Linked DNA regions of Zea mays: all the other regions are linked to region 1. A link is a contact called in public Hi-C data. All regions are on one chromosome and are shown on one strand. Each heading gives the region's core, a stretch centred on a gene start, on an enhancer-like site or on the middle of the called end of the contact. The rest is flanking DNA. Distances are from core to core; before and after follow the strand shown. Region 1 holds the start of LOC542107 (fructokinase 1). Region 2 holds the start of LOC100280264 (TAZ transcription factor). Region 3 has its middle 20 kb from the start of lox1. Region 4 has its middle 72 kb from the start of lox1.

Region 1 (6,608 bases), core at 3,060-5,559:
AAGTTGGTGTCGTTGGCGAGTGCGTGCGGGGTTTGAAGCCGTGTTCGGAGGGGAGCCTAGGACGGCGCGGGTGCCGATGGCAGAGAGTGATGGACGCACCCGCTCGTGTCCTTCTTACAAGCTGTAGGGTGAAACCCAACTGCCCATTTGTTTCATCTGTTTCTTCTTGCCTACCATGTTGTGCATGCATTATCCTTGACGCGACGAAGTCACTACTAAGATTCTGTTTGGAAGCAACTCGGTTTTTAAGAAATCAGTTTTATTTTTTAGCTAGGAGAGGCTAGTTTCTTGGTTTTTAAGAAACTAGAAATTTAATTTATACAAACTAGGTCATAAACTGATATGTTTAGAACCACCTTAATTTCTATAAGGCCCCGTTCAGTTGTCTGGGAAGTCATCCAGGCCAGAAACAGTTCCAGGCCAGGAAACAGTGGATCACTCAAACCAGCCCAGGATTTGATCCAGATGGTAAGAGGCCTAGATTCCTACCGAGCAATAGAGGAAGTGGAAACTTCGAACCGGGCCGCTTTTGTTTTTATTTCAGATTGAAACGAACAGCTGAGTGTCGGATTCAAAACTGGATAATTTTTCCGGCTGGAAAGAGGCCTGGAACGGCCGGATCAGCCAGAAACCAACGAGGCCTAAACCAGCTTTTTAAAAACTGGATGCTTCCAAACAGGACTAAGTGCAGTCGTGTACTAACGATTTGTGTGAGCATCCCACAGCCTGTCGGATGAGGAGGCAACGCAAGAGATGCTTGCGGCACGCGCTGATGATTGCCGAGAATCCGGGCAAGCCGCCTCCGGCGGAACCAGACCGCGATGCACCGTGCACGGCTAGTCCTCGTCTCTTGTCTACCGGCGGGGCGGTGGCGGCAGATGCCAAAACTGTATGGGCCAGCCTGTCTCGCCAGACGGCAAGCGACGAAGAAGTACCGGCGATTGTGGCTGTGGATGGCCGAAATCAGTGACAGATGCCTCGACACAAAAACACAGGAAATCTCAGCCACGGCCCTTACATTAGATAGAGCCACTGTTGACGTGGACTGCTGACATGTCATCTCCGGGCGATTGACGAGACGGCCGTGAGCACAACATAAAGAAAGTGACCAGAGCGCACAATACACACAGAATGATCAAAGCGCAGGCAGTGGAACAGCAATCATAAATGACAGCCAAGGCCACAGATGCCAGATGTGCAACAGCAGTAAAGTTTTGCACCAACCAGAAATCTCAGCTTTCCAGCTGACCACATGTTGCGATTAATTTCTCTGAACCACAACCCGTCCCAAACACACGCGGCGGTTACAAAACAATCAAAGCTGCTCAATGAAGCCCCACTGGCCCGGCAGATGCCGCCAGTGTACTCTGTCTCAGTCTCAGCTATCTATAGTAGAAAATAAAGGCTCTGAATATCACCTCTTATCAGGACCAGATATCCCGATTCTAGAAATTTATCCACCACTGGAACAAAAACTCAATTGACTTTTCTTTTTTTAAAAAAAAATTGCTACAATTATGGATTGATGATTATTCGATCGTATCAAATGCACCCTGACATAATTAAAAAAAGGCTCTGCTTATTGCAAGTAGAGTTTATAAAACAAAACACCCTTTTCACAAGGGGAAACTAGGGCAAACAAAAAGGGCTGGTAAGATGGGGCAGCCGCTTCTTCTTCTGTTCCATATCAGAATCCAATACAATTCGAAGAAGTAGAAGCTGGTGAAAACCATGGCGTACAGGACGATGATGATCTAAGCCTTCTCTATTAGCTGCAAGACCTCCGCTTCGGTGGGCAGCGACGGGATCGCCCCCTTCTTCGTGGTGGTGATCGCTCCGCACGCGTTAGCGAATTTAATCGACTCCACAAGCTTCTTCTCATCCTGTACAGACACAGGATATCAAAACTCAATCACATGCTAGAAAAACTGAAGACTCAAGGCACCAGCTTCACATGTAGAACCAACAATTTCATAGCAAAGAACAAATTCAGATTTCAGGCACTTGCTTGTAGCGAGGATGGATCTTTAACGATCCTTTGGAGCAGAGCACCAACGAACGCGTCACCTGCGCCAGTTGTATCAACTTGTTGTACTTTGAAGGAAGGCACAGCGCCATGGAAATCCTGCAACCAATCAAGCATATTTAAACTTCTGAGTCTCAGCTGCACATCAAGTCTTCCACCAAGTCACAGTGTGCGAGTTATATATGCTAAAAGTGTTCATCAATAACCCATTTTCATTCATAGGATGGCAGCAATCAAAAAGTTATGAAGCATACCCTGGCATAGTACTTGCACCCTTGATCTCCAAGAGTCACTAGGAGCAGCTTCATGGTAGGCCGCCACAGCTTCATGACAACATCGTCCTCCACCGAGTCGATGCCTGTCAAGAACTCGAGCTCGACTTCGCTGACCTTGACAATGTCTGCCTGGTCCCAGATGCTCAAGATCTGGGTGCGGGCCTCCTCACGGGATGGCCATAGTGCCTCCCTCAGGTTTGGGTCATAAGAGAGCAGTGCACCTGCCTCTTTGGCAATCTCCATGGCACGGAGATGTGCTGTCCGGCAAGGCTCAGCAATCAAGCTTATTGATCCGTAGTGGAAGACCGCAGCCTGTAGAAAATGAAGAACATGAAGAATTTACCCAAACAGGGGCGGGGGTGGGGTGGAGGGATGGACAATGTGATGCTGCAAGCTGTTGCAATTTTTTTAGTCATTGCATTAGTTCACATATTTTCTGGTGAACTCTACAAATGACAGCCTTTTTTAACACGTTTACAGAAAGCATGAAAAAAAATAACCATCTAGCATCACCTGATACGTGCTAATTTTAGATTTAATTCAAAGTTCTTGGCGTAAAGAAAATGGAATAGTGCTAATCCAAATTCACAGATCCGACAATGCTGTTTGTCATGATATAGTTATGCATTTATAGAAGGATCAGATGGGTAAATCAGAGTTTCTCTAAAGCTTCAATGGAACTGGGGAGAAACTGAAGTAGGTCACGTCAGTTGCAATTATTGACCCACCACAAAGAAACAAAATTCCTCCGTGGACTCCATTAATACACGACGTGGCTAATGATTTCTACAAGACCAGCTCACGCCGATGGATCCAAGAAGCACGGGGTCTGATAACGGCTCTCCTTTGGATTGGATTACTGCTTGTTTGTCTCCCCAAATTTTTAGGATGAATCACAGAAGCCACATGACCAGATCCAGAAAAAGAACAATTCGCCAACTAGAACGCACAACAAGATCCAACCAAAACCAGCAAGGAAAGGCGCCCACTTTCGCCCCGGAATCTTTGGATTCCACGGGAAGATTCAACATCAAGGACCCGAATTAGACGACGGGAAAGAGGGGTGACTTTATCGGACGTAATAAAACATGGCCCGATAAAGGCTGTGTTTGAATCCACACTAGTTTTTTAAAACCTGGTTTTTAGATTTGGTTTCTAGAAACTGGCTTTTAGAAGAAAAAAAGAGGAGGTGTTTGGATCCTCCTAGTTTCTTAGAAACTAGTTTTAGCTGGGGAGACCAACTTCTTAGTTTTTAAGAAAACTGAGAAACTAATTTTTAGAAACCGGATAAAAAAAAATAACATGTTTGGAGTCCTTCCAGCGTCTAAAAACCAGTTTAAACTAGGTGGATCCAAACAGGGCCAAATTAGACGGTGCCGCAACCTAAACCGCACGCGAAATCAGCGCAAGAAACCTAGCGGTCGCCTCCAGATCCCGCCCGGGATCGAATCAAGAAATGAGCGGAAAGATTGATACTGCACTCGACGAGACCAATCACAGCAATAAGGCTGTCCGCAGATCGCGGGGCGTGAAGGCACGGGGGCGAGGATCACCAAGGATGGGTTACCGTGGCGTGGCGTGGCGTGGCTTAACTTACCCTCTTGATGAGCTCGACGTTGAGCTCGTCGGCGGTGAGGAGCATGTCAGCGCTGGGGTTGCGGTAGAACATGAACTCGCGCTCCCCGTCGGCGCGCAGGGTGACGAAGGCGAGCGCGGTGCGCGCGCCGGAGTCGAAGACGACGCCGCCGTCGTCGACGCCGTTGTCGCGGAGGATGGCGGCGAGCATGCGGCCGAACTCGTCGTCGCCGAGCTTGCCGACAAAGGCGGCCCCGCCGCCGAGGCGCGAGACCGCGATGGCGACGTTGGCGGGCGCGCCCCCGGGCGCCTTGAGGAAGGCCGGCGCCTCCGCCAGCGAGACCCCCGCCACGGTGGGCACGAAGTCTATCAACATCTCGCCGAAACTCACCACCAGCTCTCGCCCGGCCGCCATTGCGCCTCGCGGTTGCCGCCTAAACAAACACAACGCACGGACGCAGAGGTGGGGGAGAGGAGAGAGCAGAGGAGGTGGGCGCGTGTGGGGAATTTCTTGTGAGGTGGCGAGGCGGGCGCGTTATATAGAAGGACAGAGGGGTGGGTAGGGGGTGAAGGCGGAGATGGCGGTGGTGTGCGCTTGTGCCGTTGTGCGAGTGCGGCCGCAGCCGTGTGCTGGACTGCTGGGTACTTGGGTAGCGTCGCGAGGGGATGACCACAGCACAGGCGCTATGTTGACGGCTGCCCTGCTTTGATCGGTTACTTTTTTTTTAGGATTCTCGCTCCCAGCTCGAGCTCGTCTTGTAACGTTATGAAGATATACCGGAACGACTGATGTACCACCAGAACTTAGAACTTAACGGGGTGTTTGGATACCTTTATTTTAGAGGAATTAGAATTTACTAAATAAAATAACTTATTTAGTTTGGAATTTAACATTCCACAACTTTCCAAAATTCAGATATAAGGCTATCTCAAATTCATGGGATGGAGTATGAGAAATGATTTTATGCATGAGTAGAATTTGTTTGTACTCTGTAACTTACATGACACTCCTTGTCTCACTTCTCTATAATAAAAATGTAGCACATAAATATCTCTGACATCTTACTAATAATAGTATACAAATATATTTTATATAAAACCGAATTATCTTAATTGATATATGCCTAAATTATTATCGCCCCGTTTGGATCATTGGAATTGAATTCCATTCTAATAATAGTAATTTAGACATATATCAATTAAGCTAATTCGGTTTTACGCAAAATATATTTGTATACTATTATTAGCAAGATGTCGAAGATATTTATGTGCTATATTTTTACTATAGAGGAGTGAGACGAAGAGTGTCATATAAGTTACAGAGTAGAAACCAATTCTACTAATGCATAAAATCATTTCCCACCATCCACCCCATGAATTTGATATAGGCTTATATCTGAACTTTGAAAAGTTGTGGAATGTCAAATTGCAAACTAAATAAGTTACTTTATTGAGTGAATTCCAATTCCTCTAAAATGAAGGGATCCAAACGCCCCGTTATTAGAATGGAATTCAATTCCAATGATTCAAACGGGCCGTAAGTGTAAACATGCAAATAAAGGGGCTATTTGGTTTTATAGAGTAATTTTTAATCCCTTTATTTTATTTTATTTAAATTTTTAAATTGATAAATATGGAAACTAAAATAGAAATCAAGCACCATCTAAGTTTATTAGAACTTTTGACCATGATTTAACTATAGATGCAACTAGTGCTAGAAATATGAACTAGACTTTGTGTGCCAATATGGATACGATCCAAAGACAGGACTAGATCATACCTTAATTTTTGGTCTGTCAGGTGTCTGACACGGCTGACACGAAAAAGCATGTAGTGTTTATTTATTTTATTTTATTAAGTTATGATAGATTCTAACCGGCCTAATTTTCAGCACTAGATGCAACAGTAGTTTATCGCTAGGCATAGAACATTCTATTTTATATATAAACGAATTGAATTTATTTCCATAAAAAATCTTTTGAGAATATTATTTTTTAGACCATATTTTACCAAGTGTCATGAGAAAACTATGGTATATTTTATATCAATTCAATCTAACACATATTTAGAAACATAATATTTTGGATATAGCGTAGGAGGGGAGGAGACATAGGAGGGGAGGAGACAGAGCGAGACAGTGGTCACTTCCTCCGTGCCAATTAAAAACTTTGAACCAAATCAAAGTTTTAAGATCAAAAAATATTATTGTATTGGCAAAACCATGGTTTAAAATATCGAGTTTTAAGGGTGAGCACTTTTTTTACCATAAATCGAAAATCGAACCGAACCGAACCATACCGAAATTTCGAATTTTCGATAGTTCGGTTCGGTTTCGATTTTTGTATCTCAAAACTTCGGTTTTCGATATCGTAATAGGTTTTCACCGTATATCGAACCGAATTACCAAACTTTATCAATTCTAAAATTTGAGTATTTGATTATTTGAACTAAATGTGTGAAGCAATTAAATTGTTATTCACTTATTTATATGTGATGTATGATGTATCTCTAAATATTTGTATCTATATAATTTTTACTTTTTAAAATTATGTATAATCTATCATGTGACTTGTTGTATGTGTTGCCTTGAGTATAAATTTGGTATTCGGTTTTACCGAAAAACCGAAACCGAACTTCTTGGTTTTTCATTTTCTAAAAAACCGATCGGTTTCTAATGTCTAGAAATCCAAAGTTTTTTAAAACCAAAAAACCGAACCGAAGTTTCAAAAAAA
Region 2 (6,608 bases), core at 2,879-5,378, 440 kb before region 1:
TTCCCACGACTTGTTGAGCTATGAACGTATGTGAGCTCACTCTTGCTGTCTCACACCCCCCTACAGGAGAAGAGCAGGTGGTCGAAGTGGAGCCGCCTAACACTGAGGAGTTCGATCTGATCTAGGTGGCGTTTCTCGGTCGACATTGGCGCCGACGATCCTTAGTTCGTTTTACTTTTATCTTTTATTTTGTAATAAGTCTTCCGCTATGTAATAAATACTCTGATGTTTTATGACATTTATCTCTATACACTCTGTTATTATATATGTTGTCTTCTTGGCGCATGTATGAGATGCACTCGGCCTTGTCCTTTGAAACCCGGGTGTTACACTACCATTGTGTATTAGCACTGCGCGAGCTATGGACATCTGGACGTTAGAAGATCTCTCAGACGTCACCTGCATTAGTTGCTCCATGTGTTTCTTCCATTATGTCTCTAGGCCCACATGTCGGAGCTCAGTAAGCTTGTACGTGCCTTCCTTGGGCTATAAAAGGGAAGACACACGAAGTTACAATACAAGGCAAGCACACATACACCCACTCAAGCCAACTTAGACACAACTCAAGCTCATAGACTCTCATACTCAAAACAACTCATAATAGAGTAGGGTATTACGCTTCGGCGGCCCGAACCAATGTGATGAGGACCGGTGTGATGGGATTCTGTGACAGTGCTCTCTGCGGGACTACATTATCATGCACGGTGTGAGGTTCAAATTTGCTGGTAGAAAATAAACACAAAGAAACATGGAGAAGGCTTAAATCATTCAAAATACTCTTCACTTAGTACAGGTAGAGAAAATAAATTTGAAAATGCCTAAATCGTTCAAAAAGATGTTTGATATTTTTTTTTGTAAGTAGTCAATAACACTATCCTAAGTGGGCATAAGCAACACCAAATGAAATGAGCCAGTTTTGCACAGCCGCTCCTACTGCAGTTTCTTATTAGCAGAAGCCGACAGCGAGTCCAAATGGCGCTGCAGGTTGACCCTGAGGCCTGAGCCGACGGAGCGCCTTGGCGAATCCTGGCAGCTCAGCGTCCCCGAGCACGCCGGAGTCCGCCTCCCACCAGAACCTCCTTCCGGCCTTTGCCGCGGCCTGCCTCACGGCCTTCCCGACGGCGTCCATCCGCGCCTTCTCCGCCACCGAACGCGCCTTGGTCTCCTCCGTACGCCGCACGATGTTCTCCACCTCCGCGCGGTCAGCGATAGCGCTGCTGCTCATCACGTCTCCGTCCTGGAGCGCCGGAAGGAGCCCGTCCTCCTCTCCTTCGCTGGGGATCGGAGGAGCGTGGCGGCGGAGGACGTGGTCGACCGAGGGACTGCCCAGCGCGAACACCTTCCTGCCGGGGGAGAAGACGATGACGGCGACCGGCGAGCCGCAGAGCAGGGAGAGCTCGGCGGCCTTCTTTTGCAGGCCGGACTTGCGCTTCGAGAAGGTCACCTGCAGCCGGCCGCCTTCCTCGATGCGGCGGATCTCGATGCGCTGCCGCCCCCTGCTCGGCCTCCCCATCGCTCGTCGTGGCGGTACGTTCTCGCACGGCAGACGCGAGAGGAGGGGGTCAAGGGTGTGAAGAGATCGGCACCTGGCGACGGGCGGCGGCGGTAGCCCGCCCACCCACGCAGTCGTCGCAGACAGAGTGGGAGAGAGCGCGAACGCACAGCGGCTGGGCAGTGGGACGGAGTCACGGAGGAGAGCCGGATCGGTGCCTGTTTTTATTAGGGTTAGACCAACTCAAGCAGCACTCCGCATGCGGCTCCGTATCCCTTTTTTCACAGCGGATCACACTATTCATCAGTCCAGCAGTCTCCGCATCCGTCTCCCTAAAACGCACGCCATGTACCTGCACTCCCTTTTTCCACGGTTTCTCTCTCCTCTCCGCAGCTGGCTGCATACGCTCGCGGCTGCTCGCGGGCCCCAGCTGTCATAGACTGCATGCGGAGTGCAAATACGGAGTCTCCTGAAAACGGCTCCGCAGCTGACTGCATACGCTCGCGGCTGCTCGCGGGCCCCAGCTGTCATAGACTGCATGTGGAGTGCAAATACGGAGTCTCCTGGAAACGGAGACGGATACGGAGAGGGAGTCTGCTGGAGTTGGTCTTATTACTTAGCACTAGTTGGGCCAGCAACGGGCGGACGGGCCTTTTATGAACAAAAGGCATCCGAATTCATCAGCTGTGACAGCTGCTGCAGGCAGTGAAGAGAAGAAGGGTCAGGCAGGCAGATGAATTCACCTGCCAGTAATTAGTGCGCATATTATTACTGCCCAAGTTTTAGCTTCAGTTCCACTTGCATCTGTAAGGCTGTGTTCTTTTTCCTCTTTTCTCAGAACAATTCTCTTATTTTTGTTCTTGCAGTTGCTCAGAAGTCAACTCCTGAGGTGTGGCCGCAGTATCTTGCCAGACCATCTCCATGACCAAGAGCCTCCTGATTCTACGGTCGGCCAGCAATTCTAAACACCCCTTCCATTCCCAAGCTAATCACTGTACGTACACCTCACTCAGAGGAGCAGAGCATAGTGGCCGGACTCGTACGTGTACGCAATATGATATCCCATCGCAGATCATTCATTCTCTATTTATTTTTTATTTTAAACTTCATTTAATAAATAGTAATATCTATAGTATAAAATCATATTTTATACGTTCATATACATGATCGGCTGGAGACTATAAATACAAATTTATTAAGTTTAATATTTTTGTCTCGGTGTTTTGTATTCATCTATGTAATTAATTGTATGAATATATTATATTTAATACTCATAATTGATATTCAAACATTTGATATGATATGAACTAAACTTCAATGAAAAACCAAGCACAACCTTATTAGCTGGTTCAACCTAGCTAAAAGTAGCTAATTGTTATCCAACTAATTTCATGTAACATTTTAGCCAGCTAACTATTAGCTCTAATGTATGTAAACTAATAGTTAGTTGGCTAAAAAGTTACTAGCAAAATTAGCTAACAAATAAATAGTTGACTAGCTATTAGCTAAATTTAGCTAGGTTAAACGAGCTAATAACCAATGGGTAGCTGCACTATTAGCTATGGATATTTGATAGCAAACCCAATTAATTAGGTTGTTTAAATGTCTCTACTTAATCTTAACAGCTAAAGATACAGTGCGTTTAAACAGTGCCTTAGTCGCCTGTGTCATGGGCACTATTTGTTTTAGCTTATTTACTGGTTCGGGCCACTAGAAGCTGCTACGGGCTGCCAAACATCTAACTTTTGAGCTATTTTCTATGAGAATCACTTTGAAAAAACCCATCTAAAATCTACGAGAAACACATAATCGGTTAGACATCGTGACAGTAAAGATTTATCACTTTATAGATTCTAAACCTTAATTCCTATCATATTCAGATTATTCTTACTGGCAGGTTCTCAGAAAAGTTCGTCACACAAAAGCTGAAACAGGTCGATGGACTCATGGATGACATCGGTAGTGCCGCCCGGTGCTGTTCAGCTGTTGTCACGGAACGGAGCGGAAGAGGACAAGAGAGGTCGGTACCCTCTGCACGGAAGAAACAAAACATCCCGAGCGCGGAAGGAAAGGTGAGGAAGAAAAGGGAACGAAGGGGCCAGGTTCCAGTTTCACTGGTCACCAAAGAAGTTTTTCTCATTCTGTGGCTTGGACGGGCAGTAGTGTTTCTGACTTGTGGCTGCCTCCCCTCCCGTAGCTGCAGCTGCAGCTGCAGAACCAAGGACGGTCACCGCCACACGAACAGGTGATCCCACGCCGATGAGAGTATGAGACCTCCCTGTCCAGCCTCTTCCACGGTTCCACTGCTCTGAACGCCCTCAGCCTGGGACCACCGTGCAGGCGGCGGCGGTGCCCTCTTGTTCTGTCCTGGTCCCGGCCGCCATCCTAACTAACTGGGTTGCTGGGCCTGGGCGGCGCCGGCGCCCCGACACGTGGCGCGCTCCTAGAGGCCCGGCGTCGCGTCCTTTCCACGTGAGGACACGACAGTCGGCGGCCGCGTCCGGCTACTTGCCGGATTCTGCTTTCTGTGTGAAGGCCGCCACTTTTCCGTGCCTCTCATCTCATCTCCTCGTCTCGCCTAGTCCATTTCCATTTTGTAGGGAACACTTGTCAGGACAGGCGCCTTGGCGTGAGTCGCCATAGGAAGGGGAGGAGGCCTCCAAAAGTTTCTGTGGAGCGACGAGGACGAGGACGCCGTGGTGAGTGAGTGAGTGGTGAACGAGCTCCCTTTTCGTTCTCCGCCTCGCTCTCGTCTCAGAGGCTTTGCAGTTTGCACTCCAGACTGATTTCACTTCAGGTGAGCACGCTCGTGCCGTGCGGTCTCTGACTGAACACACCTTTCTGTTTCATTCTTTCCTCTGCTGCCTTCAAATCTTCTCTGTGATAGCCCGAACGGCCGGCGTCCAATCGCTCAAACCCAAAGCTGGATCCCTTTGATTTCTTCTTTTCTTCCCCCCCGGAATCCGGGTAAAGGTTTTCAGGTTTCGTAAAGAACATAATTTTCCTTCTTCCTCCTTAGACGCCACGCGGGGAAAGCTTGAACGCAATCAATCATGCGTATATCTTTCTTTCGGCTCGTTGTTGGTATCCATATTGCTTTTTTTCCCCTTCAGTAATCTGGCAGCTGCTTTTAAAGAACAGTGCAGTAACCAGCACACAGGTATTATTATCAAAAAAAAACAGTAACTGTATTTAGAACGAATTTATTCGCCTCTGCTTTTGCTTACCTCTCTTGTGGGCGGTTATTTATTTTAGCTTCATCCTCCCGAACCTAAAACCGCGCTACGGACGGGACGGTCTTTAATTTCCAGCTAACGTTTTCCCTTTGCGCAGCCCAGAGCAGGAGGCAGTTGATGGAATGCGTGGAGCTGCTGGATTCTCCCGATCTCTTCTTCCTGGACGGCGGCGATGCGCATGCGACCGACTTCTCACTGGAGAACCATCTCGAGTCAAGTAGCTCGGCAGGTGCCAAAAACAAAGCTGCGCCGGGTCATAGTCATATTCATAGTCATAGTCATAGCCGGCGTGCTCAGCTTCATCGGAGTAACGCGCCTGTTCCACCGCCGCTGCCTGGAACCTCTTATTATGGCGCGCGGAGGAAGGCGAAGGCCGCCTGTCGCCGTGTCCCCGAAGGCGTCCTGGATTCCTGGGACAGGTTGTTCTTGGAGGGATACCAGTCTGACCTCCGTGTCTCCACAGACGGCGGCGCTGAGATTTCGTCGCATTCCTGCGTTCTCGTGAGTTTCAGCTCTGTGAGAATCTTTCCTCTCGTGTTCTCCTGGAACACGGCAGCTCTGCTTTGGCGCTTATGTGATTGTGATCGTGACCCACACCTTCGTGTCCTGCTTGCTTCCTCTTGTGCAGGGCGTCAAATCCCCTGTCCTGAGAGCTATGCTGGAGGAAGCTAGACTGAGAGATGGGTTTCGGTGTATCCGTGTCTCTGGCGCGCCTTCGGAAGCAGTCCGTGTCTTCATCAGATTTCTCTACTCTTCACGGTATGGATGCTATCTACTCATTCATATAGATAGTTCACTACTCATTCGTATAGATAGTTCACTGTCCTCTAATTCTCTAAAGATCAGATTTCAGCCCAAACAGTTTACAGTGACTGAAGCTGATGAAGACAGTGCAGATTCTTCTTCTTCTTCTGACTTTTGATGCGTGCGTGCATCTTTCAGTGAGAAACAGACGCGCTGAATTATTTGTTTGGTGAAGGTTTGAGCAGGAACAGATGAAGGAGCACGCTCTGCATTTGCTTGTGCTCTCCCACGTCTTCTCGGTGCCGTCTCTGAAGACGGTCTGCGTCGACCAACTCGAGAGGGGCTTCCTCGCTACTGACAACGTGGTAGACATGCTGCAGCTTGCCAGGCTGTGTGACGCGCCCCGCCTCGCGCTCGCCTGTGCCCGGATGGTCATCGGGGATTTCAAGACCATCTCTCTGACGGATGGGTGGAAAGTGATGAGACGGACCAATCCAAGTATGGAACAGGAGCTGCTCGAGTCTCTTGTCGAAGCTGATACGGTGAGTTCTCTGTGATGATTGGTCTCAGTATTGTTTGATCACATCCAACCCTGCATTGCTAGTTCTTAGTACTCAGTAGCTACAAGAGAAGGAAGGGAAATGCCCATAGTGATTCAGAGTTTCAGTATTTTTTTATTATGGAAACAAAATGTTCCAGCCTTTTGCAATCTCTTACATACGGCCTTATAAATCGAAAAAAACAACCATCCATCGTAAACATTCTTTGAAATAAAACATCAACAAATCAAGCTCCTTCTAATCTAGCATTGGACCTCCATCCATGGCTTGCAAAGATCTCCATAGCCACCACCTCTAAGGATCGACATACCGCAAGGATCTCGTGTTGAGGTTGTTCTTTCTGCAACAATTTCCAGAATCCGAGCCAGTATGTTGCCCTGAAAAGAACCTGCATAATTGATGGTTTTGGTTTAAAAGTAAAAACAACATCATTGCAACAAAGCCAAATAGACCAAAACATTGCCGCCACTCCAATTAGAAGTTTTTTTTCTATGTGTTGTTCCCTTGTTAGCAATCCAGGAGCCAATTATATGATTAATATTGTTCGGTCTCTCTATATTTAAGGCAAAGTAAATA
Region 3 (6,608 bases), core at 1,405-3,904, 320 kb before region 1:
TTAAACATAAATCAAAGTGCTAAACAAAACATAGTAAGATAAGGCCTTCACAAGCAGCTGACTGAGGATTTGCCGCTAATCTACTTTAGAACTCATCGAAGTCCTGAAACTCCTAAAAGTTCTCTATGTTGCCTTCATCTTCTCCTGAGCAGAGGTTGCAATGGGGACAACCTAGTGTTTGGTGTTTTAGCAAGTGTGAGTACACATCAACGTACTCAGTAAATGTCCCATTTGGCTAAAGTAGACTAGTTGTATGTAGGGTGAAGCTTAAAGCGGTTACTTTTAGTTGGCCAGATATTTCTTACTAGTAGAGAGCCAATTTTTAACAATAATCCCAAGTTATTATCCTAAAAGGTACTCCTTCCAAGAGGAAATACAATAATTCATAGTTATCATCATCATTAAACCATCATCATCGAGGTATCCAGAATATCTCTAATCAAAGGAGCTCCCCAAGCTGCTCATAACCGTGAGCACGGTTGATATACCAGTTTCTAACCCTCTATATAGGTCGCACACTTTACCCATGAGCCATGATGCCTTTTTGCCTCAGGTTGTACAGACCCTTAAACACTCCTAAGATGAGTCGGCAAGGTTTCACTATGTGGCCTTTACAAAGATTCCCTAGAGGTCATAGCCATTCGTTAGGTTTTTTCAGTTTGATAAACACAATACATCTCCCCACAGGAGGGGTGACTAACAAAAGCAAAACGAACGAACCTAGCCTCGGCAGAACAAGTACTGTGCCTGGACCCCATTACCGGCACAACGACGAAGCCGACTACACCTCAAGTTCCTCTAATTAATCAGCTAAGGGCATCACATACCACCCTCATGGTTGTATTGTTTTCCCGGGGGGGGGGGGGGGTCATCCAACGAACAGGTCCTTACGGAGAGGTACTCGAAAAATAGCCCGAGTCCCCTTTAGTGCCACAAGCTCACCATCATATCCAGAATATCAACATCGTGTCATAAAGTATTCTCATCATGTTCATTGATGAAAGTAAAGTACTAGCACAATATTAGTCATAATAGCCAAATCCCAAAAGGGTAACCAAGGACAGGATAAACAGGAAACTAGTCAATCATTAGGTTGATCATGGTATGCAGGAAAATGAATATTTTTTGCTAATCGCATATTTTGGTCAATGTATTGGTGCCGAGGGATGCTAGAACTGCATTTGTAATTACAATATTTGGTGACCCTTTTGGAGGTAGTAGCCAAAAATCTAATAATCCGTGCGATGGCTATTGAAGATTATATTCCATGAAATACGTACGGCTGTGGTAATTTGGCTTGAAGTATGGGTATTTATATGTGATGTGAGAAAATAGTTGTGAGATGTGTGTGGTAAGACATTTGAATTATGAATATTTATGTGGTTGTTTATGCCAATGTTGTTTGTTGAGTTGTAAATAAAGTGGTAATTGTGCCATTTTGTGTGTTGTGTATGAATGAAATTTTATATGATTTTTATGGGAAATAAATAAAACCATATTTTATTACTGGTGCAAGCCATTAATTTAGGTCAGTTAAATTGGCGAGCGAAAGTTAGTGCGACTAGAGCTAACTTCCGTCGACTGGGTTATTAGCCGATCTAAGTTAGCTATTTTCCTTCTGTGAGGCGCAAGCCGATGAAAGTTAGCATGACCGGAGGTAATTTATGTCGGTTGCGTATAGCTAACAAAAGATATGTATTTTCTGTTGGTCGTCGATGATTTAATAATTTCCATCTCCAACGAGGCAACGAGCATCAGTTAAGAATCGACAGAAGATAGTAAATAGGCAAACTAATTTTTCTCGGTCCGTTATGGATTGTTTTACATGTTTTTAATTTCTAAACATAGTTCCACCTAGAGATGTCCAAATGGGCCGTGCCCGTCGGGCGGCCCGTGGCACGGCACGATTTTGGCCCGTCACGAACACGGCACGGCCCGGTGGTTGACGGGCCCGGGCCGGCACGGCCCGTTAGTCGGGCCGGGCTTGGGCCGCTGCCGTGGCACGCCGTGCTGGCCCGAGCACGGCCCGGTTTTTTATTTTATTTTCCAGTGCATTTATTTGTATATTATAAGCAATTTTAATAGTTTAGATACAAAATAAGTTTGGTTTAGTTGGCTAGAGTGGTGCAACTAAGCATTTTAAACCCTCCAACCAAGGTTCAAATCCTAGCAAAGTTTGTTTTTAGTCTTTTTTTTTACTTATTTTTCTTCCCACCCGGTCAAAGCACGGCGGGCCTTAACGGGCTGCGGGCCGGCCCGGCACGGCACGGCTATGTGCGGGCCGTGCTTGGGCCTAGGATGTGGCACGGTGGCCTAGCCCGGCACGGCCCGTCAACCTAACGGGCCGAAACGTGCCGGGCCGAAACGTGCCGGGCCAAAGGCGGGCCCGTGCCGGGCCGGCACGGCCCACCCGTTTGGACATCTCTAGTTCCACCGCATCAAATTACCCTTTAACCTTTTAGTAAACTTTATTTTTTTTTATGAATCTATCATCTACTGTACACCTCTTACAGATTACTGTATTTAGTTCCCTTGCCATCTCATCATTATTGCAAACTTTTGTCGTTTCAGACAACGACAAGTTAGAGGCGCTCATGTCTACTACAGACAATTTTGCCAGCGTGGGCAGATAATAATGGCCAGTTCGTGTTCCACGAGTACGCGGCTACGTGTTGCCGCTGCATGGGCTGGAACTGTGGCCCACGCTGATCAATCAATGAATGAGCAAGTGTCTCGGGTAAAGCACCATCCTGTACTCAAATGAATCCTTAATTTCAGAGTTGTTTTAGATTAAATATTTTTGTGTGCAATCAAACTTATATAAAAGATTGCTATCACCGAATTATTGCTAAAATTTATGATACCGAATTATCATTAGATATATTTTTAGATACTCTTATGTCATAAATATTCGTGCTAGTTTCTAGACATTTGATCGAATGTAAAAATAATTTAAGACATCTTTATGACAGCTATAGGTAATGTGTGAGCAACTTTATCAGTCTTCTTAATGCTAGTCTGCTAGACTAGTCTAGTGGGGTGGGGTGTATGTGGGGTACAAATATGGCGGCCCATGAATGTGATGGTTACTTTGGATTTGAAGTAAGGGGCCGTTTGATTCCTTAGGTTGTCTCCAGCAAGAGACACTAAATGATCCACAACTTTATATATAGAGTTTTTCGTCGTTCGCTACCGCCCTAGCAAGAAACGGTAAAAGATTCGCTAAAATATAGCGTCTGTCCGACCACCGCTAAATCTAGTGTTTTGCTGTTCACCCGCTATCCATCGGCGCACATGGGTGTCCTCGTCTCCGAGCAACGTCCACACAGTTGAGCCAGCAGCGGCACCCATGCCTACGACCCCGCGCAGCAGCAGCAGGTGCTCCTAACTGTACCCATGCGCGGATAGTTGAGCCAGCAGCAGCAGGAGGTGGTCCAAATTGTAGCCATGGCCAAGGTGGTGGGATATCGCGTGCAAGGTTCTCGACGAAATGCTCCGGACGTTGCGAAGCAAAAAAACGACGGTTCTGATTTAGTAAAATAATATATTCAATTTGTTAAGTTGGCATATTAAAGTGGATGAGATATAGAGGATGAATTTTAGAGGACGCTGCTGGAGTCGATGAAGATATAGAGGATGGAATCCTTTAGAGTGTTCTGTAAAGGACAGAGAATATTACTTTAGAGGATAAATTTTAGAGGACGTTGCTGGAGACAGTCTTAGTACAGGGAGTAAAGTTTAGGCCTCGTTTGGTTTAAGGGACTAATCCATCTATTTTAGTCTTATTTAGTCTCTAAATTGATAAACGGTGGGATTAAAATAGGGACTAAACTGTTTTAGTCTCTAGTCCCTCAAGGGGTGATTAAAAGAGCCTAAACCATATAAATTCTACTTTTTGTTCCTCTTTTATTTCAACTGCACTAGTGGCAGGAGAATGCTAAGGGTATTTTAGTCCTCTTATGATTGATTTAATGTATTTTAAATAGTTTTAGTCCCTAAAATTAAACAGAGTAGGGACGAGGGGGCACACATGACCTACAGTACAAACGTGGCGGTCCATGAATGTGATGCTTACTTTGGATTTGAACTAAGGGGCCGTTTGGTTACTTAGCACAAGGAGTAAAGTTTAGGCCATGTTTGATTTGAGGGACTAGTCCCTCTATTTTAGTCTCTAAATTGGCAAACGGTGGGATTAAAAAAGGGACTAAGATGTTTAGTCTCTAGTCTCTCAAGGGGTGACTAAAAGAGACTAAACCATATAAATTCCACCTTTTGCCCCTCCTTTATTTCAGCTGCACTAACGGCGGGAGAATGTTAAGGGTATTTTAGTCCTCTTATGATTTATTTAATGTATTTTGAATAGTTTTAGTCCCTAAAACCAAATAAGGTAGGGACTAAACTTTAGACTCCTAAGTAAACTTTAGTCCTTGAACTAAAGGAACCAAATAGGATATTAGTTAGGAGACTAAAGTTTAGTCGCTATCATGTTTCGTTCTATGGACTAAAGTTATTCAAAACACATTCAATGAATAAGAGAATCAAAATAACCCTTAGAATTCTCCCGCCATTAGTGTAACTAAAATAAAGGAGGAGCGAAAAGTGGAATTTATATGATTTAGTCCCTTTTAGTCATCTCTTTAGAGACTAGAGACTAAAACAGTTTAGTCACTGTTTTAGTTCTACCGTTTTGTAAATTTAGAGACTAAATGAGACTAAAATAGATGGTCTAATTTCTAGACCACCAAATCAAACGGGGCCTAAGACATCTTTATGACAGCTGTAGGTGTAGGTACTGTGTGAGCAACTTTATCAGTCCTCTTACTGCTAGTCTAGTCACAACTACCGAGAGAAGTCATCCTGCGCGTGACCGAGCGTGCACAAAAAGAAGTCATAGCGCGCGTGGGTCTGGGATTTGGACGTTGTTGCCCCTAGTAATTGCAAAAAAAGATGCATTTAAGAGGAATCAAACTTAAGACCTCCAGTCTAGAATGCCTTAGAGCTGCTGCAGCAACCAATCAAGCCTGATTGCTTTAGTGACGTTAATGCACCCATATCCCTATTTAATAGGGCAAACAGGGAAAACTCTATGATAATTAATCACTCCTTGGTATGCACAATCATGTCCTAAACGACTACCTTTACTGCACTGGAGGGAGTATGTACATACCTCGATTGCAATGTCCATATGCATAGTAATATTCTAGACTTCTCAAATTGTTGCATTTGAATATATATACTAAAATTAGAAATTGATATTTAAAATTTAATGAGACACACACACAGCTAGAAAAAATATATCTATAAAGATGACTTGAGTTCATAGCTGTCTCTAAAAATCGAATTTTAGGACAAGCCGCTTCTAAAAAAATATTACTGTAGTAGTGCCGGACTCCATTTATTTTAATCTCAATCCATATGGATTGGACGAGATTAAATAGGTTTAAATATCAAACAAGTCAAAATTCTTCATAATTTATTCAATTTCATTTAATCCATGTGAACTTAAATAACGGAACAAGGCTTAAGACCTAAGAATGGTAAATTTGTAAATGACTTTGCATAGGGGATGACTGAACAGTAAGTAGTACGTGATGATGATTAGCGTCCAAATTGAACACGTGGAAGTGAGCAGCACGCAGGACAGATTGCATTTATCAAAAAAGTGTAGCAGGAAAGGGTAGGGTAGCTCATGCATGACATCAATCGTTTTGTCCCACTTGCTACTGCTCCCTTAAAATTATTAGGTCGACACGAACAAGATAACATTTCCCCCATATTATTTACTACTACACAGAGATCGTCAAACAGTAATAAGGATTCAATCCATTCTAAATTATACATTACTCTAACTTTTACGAAGGTTTAAATTTTAACTAAAATTTTAAAAAAATACAAAAAATATAACATCCAATAGATATATTATTAAAATACAGTTAATAAAAAAACTAATTATTGTGGACCATAATTAGGGGTACCCTCAAAACTCCTAATTCTTAGCTGGTAACCCCCATCAGCATAAAGCTGCTAAGGCCTGATGGGTGCGATTAAGTCAGGGATCAGTCCATTCGAGCGACTCGATCACGCCTCGCCCGAGCCTAGCCTCGGACAAGGGCAGTCGACCCCGGAGGATTTCCATCTCGCCCGAGGCCCCCCTCCAACGACGGACATATTTCCGGCTCGCCCGAGGCCCTGCCTTCGCTAAGAAGCAACCCTGACTAAATCGCCGCACCGACCGACCAAGTCGCAGGAGCATTTAATGCAAAGGTGACCTGACACCTTTATCCTGACGCGCGCCCCCCGGCAGAGCCGAAGTGACCGCCGTCACTTCACCGCTCCACTGACCGGCCTGACAGAAGGACAGCGCCGCCTGCGCCACTCCGACTGCAGTGCCACTTGACAGAGTAAGACTGACAGGCAGTCAGGCCCTGCCAAAGGCACCATAGGAAGCTCCGCCCGACCCAGGGCTCGGACTCGGGCTAAGTCCCGGAAGACGGCGAACTCCGCTCCGCCCGACCCAGGGCTCGGACTCGGGCTAAGTCCCGGAAGACGGCGAACTCCGCTCCGCCCGACCCAGGGCTCGGACTCGGGCTAAGTCCCGGAAGACGGCG
Region 4 (6,608 bases), core at 1,171-3,670, 270 kb before region 1:
ATCTAGATAAACGCAAACATATAACAACCGATCAGAGCTGGCACATGGAGTATATTGAGAGTCGGCCTGGAGAGCAGTTGATTGCTGGTTAAAAAAAAAAGGAGCTCCAAATTCTGCTGCCCTAGCGTCAGAACTCAGAAGGTGTGGATCGGAGAGATAGTCTAACGTAACGTGTTTGTTGCCATACCACGTCCCCATGCGGCGCACGAGCTCTGTGCTGGGACGTACGCCCAAGTCTCCATCCAATAATTTGCCAGACACGTCCCCCAGTGGTTGGTGGCATGTCGCGGCGAGATCCACGTTCGCGCGTACGATTATCCATACCCTACGCCATCACGCGATGAACAGAGCAGACAGACACGTACGGTACGGGTGCTTGGTCCCCATCTATCCCCGTCTGCTGGGTCGAGCACCACGCACTTTCCGGCTAGCTGCTGCTACTACTAATCCTCAGTTCTTTTTTATTGTTGTGTTTTAGTTGAAAAAATAAACTAGCGATTCATAAATATTCGAGAACCGAGTTAGTGCTACTCTCAATATAAACTACGAGTCGATTCAAGTCATGACAACAAGGCTTCTCTCACTTAATATGCGCGAATCTTATCTTGTTTATCATTAGCTTCAGTCAGTTATTTGAGCGCACTTTTGACGATTCTTTTACTGAAAAATGGAACTCAAACCCTCGACATTGAGCCGTATGTCTGATAAAGAGCTAGTAGTGCATTTTATCGGTGTAATTAATATTGCTATTACATTCAATAACAAAGGCTTAGAAATTAAAACATTAGTTTATAAAAAATAATACTATGCATCATTGCCTCTTACTAGGGATGGTGGTGGGCAAGATATCCGATGGGCACACAAAGCCATACTTATACCTACCAGATAAAAAAATATCATATTACATGTACCCACTACTTATCATGAGTAGAAAAGTAACCCATACACACCATAGGTAGAGGGTATCCATAGGGTACCATACCCCTAAATATTATAGTAGACATGATCATTTGAATCGTAAAAGTAAGTACTAAATATTAAAATTTGAAGCTCAATACTTCATAAAAAATGGAATATAATAAAATAACATATTATCTTTGTATCCAGCATGATAAATTTATTGAACTCAACATGTCACAGGTTAGCGGGTATTTTATATAATACAAATTTTAATTTCGGACAGAGCGAGTATTTTATATAGATATAACATATATATATTGTATAGTAAAAAGCTATGGATGTGAATAAACAAAATATATTATAATTTAGAATAATAAATAGTGTAGGTGACAAGGTTTTAGTTTGAAGTCATGTAGAGTGACAAATATTCATTTTGACAGTCTATATCTGGAATATAGGATTATATATGAATAGCCGTCAAAAGAAGCTCGTGGAGGGTTCTTTTCCATTAAAATCTTTATTCCTAACCACTAAATTTTAGTGGAACAAACTAAAAACCTTAAGCGTCTTTCATCAACACACCATCACTAAAATCATTTCGCTTGTGGGAGCTGTAGGGTATTGCCGTATATGCCAAGCGGCGCTTCGTTCAGCGGTTCCCATCAGTCTCTCGATCGCAAAAAAACAAAAAACAAAACAGTAATGGCAGATCGTGAGACGGAAATGGTTGACGACCCAGTGGGACATGATTAGGGCATGTACAGTGGTGTTTAATGTGAAGGCTCTTAAGGTGTTTTAGGGGGTTATTTGCAAAAAAATCTTAGAGCCGTCTCTCCGTGAAGAGACGCCTCTGGCTCGTAAACCAAGTAACAACAGACGCCTCACTTACCACTGTACGAATTTGTCGTCTGTTCTATCGATCTGATGCTATACAAATACATTTAATTCTGTATTTATTAATAGACTACGTTTAGAGACACTCCATTGTACAATAGAGTCTCTTAGTTGTCTCCTGTGCTTAGAGAACCGTTTTGGTGTCTCTCCACTGTACATGCCCCGTGTTTAATCCAGCGTTTAGACAGATACGATAGGGTGCTTTAATATACAATTACCACTGACAAAAAATAACAACCAATCAGAGCTGGTGCACGGGATCGATGGACCCCAGTCTCCCTGCCCTGTACGTCGATCTGTGGCGCGGCGTCCGGCCAGCGTTTTTTTTCTAATATATGTACCGAATCTCGTCTTCCATCCCGAAATCAACTTGTATGATGGATATCTATAAATATATTGAGGTTGATGAAAGAGTTGGCCTGGACCAGTTGATCGACTGCAGGGACCCTAGCGCCAAGCTTTGGATTCTCTGCTGCTCGGTAGGTATGGCCTAGGGAGCTGAACTGGACCGGACGTGTGCTTGCCTGTTGCCATTTTCTTTTTCCGCATGCGGCACACGTCTGCCATCTGCCGCGGCAAGGTCCACGTTCCCGTGTGTACGAGTGTTCGCAATGTTCGACGTTCCTACGCCTACCGCCATCATGAGAGTAGGAAAGGAGCGGCAAGGCAACACGTTGTGCCGAGCTGTACGTAGGGGTCCACCGTCCCGAGAGACATTAGATTTGACGTTTAAGGACGAGTATGGAAACCTTATTTTCTCAATGGATTTTTATTTTTTCAACGAAAATTAGTTCATTTTTTAAATAGATTTTTTTTAGAAAATAAAGTTCCCGTGGCTAGTTTGGCAACCTTATTTTTTATAAAGGAAATTTAATTTTTCAAAGCAAAATTAGTTTATTTTCTTTTGAGAAAATAGAAATCTCTTTAAAAAATAGAGTTGCCAACGCTGAGTGTCATCTGGATTCCTAACGTTTTTGAGTACATATACCAAGTCCCTAAACTTGTTAATCGTACCATATAATGTCATAATCACTATAATTAATGTTATCTGCTAGCTATATGGTGACAGGGACCAATCATGTAGTATCGACAATGTCATGCTCATCTTCTTCTATGGTTCCACGTCCTTATCTCTCCTCTCTCATCAGGGTAGATATTTGGTGGAGCGCGCATGCTTTGTGATGAATGCGCAAATTTTTACTGTAAGGTGTATAAATGATGAAAATGTATTCATGCATAACCATCACCTTTTAGTTCATTTTGCCGTAGGTATGCCGCACTCATAACAATTAAACATGTTTCGATCAACTAAAGGCAGCTTATATAAGTTTATTTATATATAAAGAGATACAACAGGAGTTTTATATAAGTCTCAATCAATTAAATCATATCACAGACACACAAAGGAAAAATTATAAAGGATGAAAATACATGCTGTCTTCATATTTCAAACTTGAGTCCGCCAAGAGAGCCTCTAAGTTAAATCTTACCTGGCACGATGCAAAAAAAAAGATAAATAATAATGTCGGTGTTTCGAACCTTACTCCGACAAGTAAATTTGTTGTGTGCGTTCCAGGCTTCGGACGGTGTGCACGGTAGGCGCAAGATTTATACTGGTTCGAGCAGAATATCCCTACTTCCAGCCATCGACGACTTGCACTACCGACACCATTGATGATCAAAACTCATAGTACGAGATACAAGCAGGCGATAGAGAGAGAGGAGAGGCTCCCAAGTCTCTTATTCGTGGTGGAGTTGGTTACAAAATGGAGTCCTAGCTAAGTCTTGGTTTGGTGGTGGACTCCGGCCTCTGGGTCCTCCTCCTGTCCGTCGGTCCTTCTAAGCATCTTCTCGTCTAGGGTTCATCCTTGCGTCTATCGTGTGCCCGGGGCCCGAATCCTAGCCAGGGGATTCAGGTTGTGCCCGTCCAACATGGAGCCTCGGGTCGTCCTCCTCCTTTTATAGGCCAAGAAGGGGGTCGGCCAACAACGACTGCCTAAATAAAGAGCCAACGGACGACAGTAAAACCGATAGTTCTACCATGGGGTAAAGCCACGCGTGCTCGTGGTCGATTGGCTGTCTTGTACTCTTTATGGCGAGCAACGCGGACAACGTGGGGTCCGAGCGCCATCATTCGGGCTATGTCAACCCCTGGCCTTCATAGCCTAGGGCTAGGCGCGGTTCGTTGTGTTGTGCACTGCCAGAGGTCTGCGCACTCAGGCCTAGTCCTGGTAGGTCATGAGTGCGTCGTAGGTGGGGGTGTGTGGGCCATAAATGTGTCGCAGTCCGAGCAGTTCAAAGGTCATGAGTGCTCATGGTCTGAGTGGCTCGTAGGCTATAAATGGGAGGCGGACTAAAAACTCCGCTATGGCTCGGCGCGAGACGTAGTTAATGCTGCCGGTCACTGATGAAGGGTCGGTCTCGGGCCAGACGAGGGATCCACTCGAGTGGTTTCCCTTCGCTATGTTCGACCCCCTATTAGACTCTACCACTCTCGACACCGGGCTTGGTGCTGCAGGGCTCGTCCAGTGGTGGGTTCCTCCAGGGCAGACACTACCTGCCTCCTCTAGCTGACCGATGGGCCCCAGTTGCTATTGGCTTTCCCCGGACGTGCTCGCTGATCGATCGGCCCTAGGGACTAGGGATCTTATCCCCGATAGTAGCCCCTGAGCCCCTAGGGGGATAGTATTTCCCCTCGGGGGCTTCTCCCGGGTCTGGCGTCGTCTTGTCCCTTTTGTCGCTCGCAACCAATTAGTTGGAGAGGCTCGTGAGGCCCGCTATTGGCTTCCGAGATCCAGTCAGGCGCTATAAGTAAAGGGTCCCTCTGCACTTCCCCCAACTGATTTCAATCGTCGCTCCCTTGCTTCCTAAGAACAACATTCTGTTAAGAGGGTAACACTGTCTAAAACCCTTTAGGATCCTCCCAGCTGACCATGAACCATGGCAAGTGTCCCGCTCTAGAGTATCCTCACTAAGGTCGTTCCAAGAGTCGCTTGCCACGAGAAAGGTGGGTGGTTTCTAGGAACTTGTCCTTTTTCTTGCTCCTCTGTCATCTTGGTGACTGGTTTTGTTCGTCGGGTGCTGGGCTCAAGCGTTACAGGAGAAGTCATATCGCTCTCGTCCTCCCCCTCGACCTCTCCGAATGGAGAATCAAGGGCTGGCCCTAGCGGCGGTGAGCCCAAGCCATCATCCCTGGCGTACGATGCCTCCAATGCGCCAACCATCGTTGGTCGTCCCGTGGTGTCCATAAGGCTGATCGGTGCCAGCCCCCAACTCAGCCATGTCATCCTATTGAGGCGAGTTGTCGCAGCTCCCTCCCCCACCTGTCACCCCGCGGGGTCGGAACCTTGGCCCTTCTACTGCTAGCGATGGCCGAGTTACGGGGCAGACTGGAGGCATCTCGATCGGTTGTGAGGACACCGCGGGCCTCCAAGCGCGGTTAGACGTTGTGGAGGCCCACGAGTCGAGTAAGCTATTTGCTTCGCTCTTCATCACTCCCCACTCTCCAGGGATGCTCAGACCTTTATACCTTTTTTGTTCCTAATCAGTGTAGGAGGCCGAGCTGGTGGAGCTTCGCTAGGAGATCGATGTGGTGACTTGGAGCAACCGTGCCTGCAGGGCGACCCGTCTGCAGCGCTTGCTCGACATCCCGAGTCATGTCCGAAATGTCGTGGAACACGACATTCACCATGGATCCATTGTTGCATTTGCCATTGCCCAGTTCCGCACTGGGATTTATCTTCGTGCTTCAATGGCCCTTCCCTAGGTGCTTCATTCGCGGCCTTCGAGAGCCTGATCTAGGATTATGGCGAGACCGCTGGTGGGATCATCGGCGCCTTATCCTCGGAGGATCTGATTCGATGGGTGCCTTACGGCCTACTTTGGTGTCCACCTTTTGGTTCCCTGGCATGGGCTTCTGCTCTTGTAGTTGCACCAGGTGTTAGAATGGGAGAGAGGAGTGATGAGCTTTTCGCCCTACCTTAGTCGTAGTTTCCCCTCTTTTTGGGTGTCTGGCCACGCGTTCAACCCTCGAGCCTAGAATTGTGGCACCATGGGACTCAGGGTACCTTCATGTAGAGGACGATGTAATCCGGGAGAAATCCCACCTTAGTGACTTTTACCTTTGTGTCCCCCTGTTTATTATGCACATGGAAATAACTTACTCGTGCCTCTGCCTCAGGGCGATGGCGTAGCCTGAGGCCTAACATGATGGTGGGTCAGGCCTGCTTCCTCATCTGTCAGGTCATCTCTGCTAGCACTGATCGGTAGGGTTTCACAGAATGACTTTTATTTAATTGTTCTACACTACCTATATTCTCCATCGTGCTTTCGGTTCCCTTGTTCCTTGTCTTCCTCGCTTGGCCTATCCTTCTCGTACACGGGTTGTCCTTCGCGCTTCCTATGGCGGACTAGCGTAGAACCTTTGGGCCCTCGACGACATGCTCTACTTGACGACGACGGATGGCTGATTCTGAGCATTGAGGAGGCCATGATGCCACCTCTCGGTTATATGGTTTCGTCTGTTTGCTTCCACGAGCAAGGCCTCACCTTCCCTCATCATCCTTTCTGAGAGCATCGTACCTAGAGGGGGGTGAATAGGTGATCCTGTGAAATCAAAACACTAAATAGCCACAAACTTGATTATAAAAGTGTTAGTGCGAGTTAATCAAGTTGCTATGAAGCGAGCTCTTGCGAACAAAACAATCACAGAGGAAAGCAGCACAAGAGACACGGTGTTTTACCCCGTGGTTCGGCCAAGTATAACACTTGCCTACTTCCACGTTGTGGCGTCCCAATGGATGAGGGTTGCACTC

What was found. A called contact is a pair of places that touch in the nucleus more often than the background predicts.
Region 2: a contact with region 1 is called in a Hi-C map of tassel, with 3 times the contacts expected there. The contact joins the promoter of LOC100280264 here to the promoter of LOC542107 in region 1. A contact is called at or near these places in 6 of 25 Hi-C or Micro-C datasets (bundle sheath, ear, endosperm and 3 more).
Region 3: a contact with region 1 is called in a Hi-C map of tassel, with 2.0 times the contacts expected there. The contact joins the enhancer-like site here to the promoter of LOC542107 in region 1. A contact is called at or near these places in 2 of 25 Hi-C or Micro-C datasets (seedling and tassel).
Region 4: a contact with region 1 is called in a Hi-C map of bundle sheath, with 4 times the contacts expected there. The contact joins the enhancer-like site here to the promoter of LOC542107 in region 1. A contact is called at or near these places in 6 of 25 Hi-C or Micro-C datasets (bundle sheath, endosperm, leaf and 1 more) and 1 of 3 datasets of contacts at active chromatin or transcription factors (leaf).

What each region holds. Positions count from the first base shown.
Region 1 is chr3:173,095,906-173,102,513 of Zm-B73-REFERENCE-NAM-5.0, reverse strand. It overlaps LOC542107 (fructokinase 1), which reads right to left and starts at 4,309. Exons shown (of 4, transcript NM_001111740.1): 1 at 3,899-4,309; 2 at 2,281-2,613; 3 at 2,009-2,125; 4 at 1,491-1,883. The coding sequence starts at 4,291. The coding sequence ends at 1,755.
Region 2 is chr3:173,534,572-173,541,179 of Zm-B73-REFERENCE-NAM-5.0, reverse strand. LOC100280264 (TAZ transcription factor) reads left to right here and starts at 4,128. Exons shown (of 6, transcript NM_001153192.1): 1 at 4,128-4,289; 2 at 4,826-5,229; 3 at 5,357-5,487; 4 at 5,708-6,014. The coding sequence starts at 4,846. LOC100383076 (MADS-box transcription factor family protein) reads right to left here and starts at 1,524. Exons shown (of 1, transcript NM_001175747.2): 1 at 751-1,524. The coding sequence starts at 1,513. The coding sequence ends at 947.
Region 3 is chr3:173,417,662-173,424,269 of Zm-B73-REFERENCE-NAM-5.0, reverse strand. No RefSeq gene overlaps it. Among protein-coding and RNA genes, the nearest start is that of lox1, 20 kb to the left of the region's middle. Within about 2 kb of position 2,654, at least 17 of the 20 cell types and tissues checked have an H3K27ac peak or open chromatin away from gene starts, as enhancers often do. A contact at or near this core is called in seedling and tassel, where this site is marked.
Region 4 is chr3:173,365,578-173,372,185 of Zm-B73-REFERENCE-NAM-5.0, reverse strand. No RefSeq gene overlaps it. Among protein-coding and RNA genes, the nearest start is that of lox1, 72 kb to the left of the region's middle. Within about 2 kb of position 2,420, at least 20 of the 20 cell types and tissues checked have an H3K27ac peak or open chromatin away from gene starts, as enhancers often do. A contact at or near this core is called in bundle sheath, endosperm, leaf and 1 more, where this site is marked.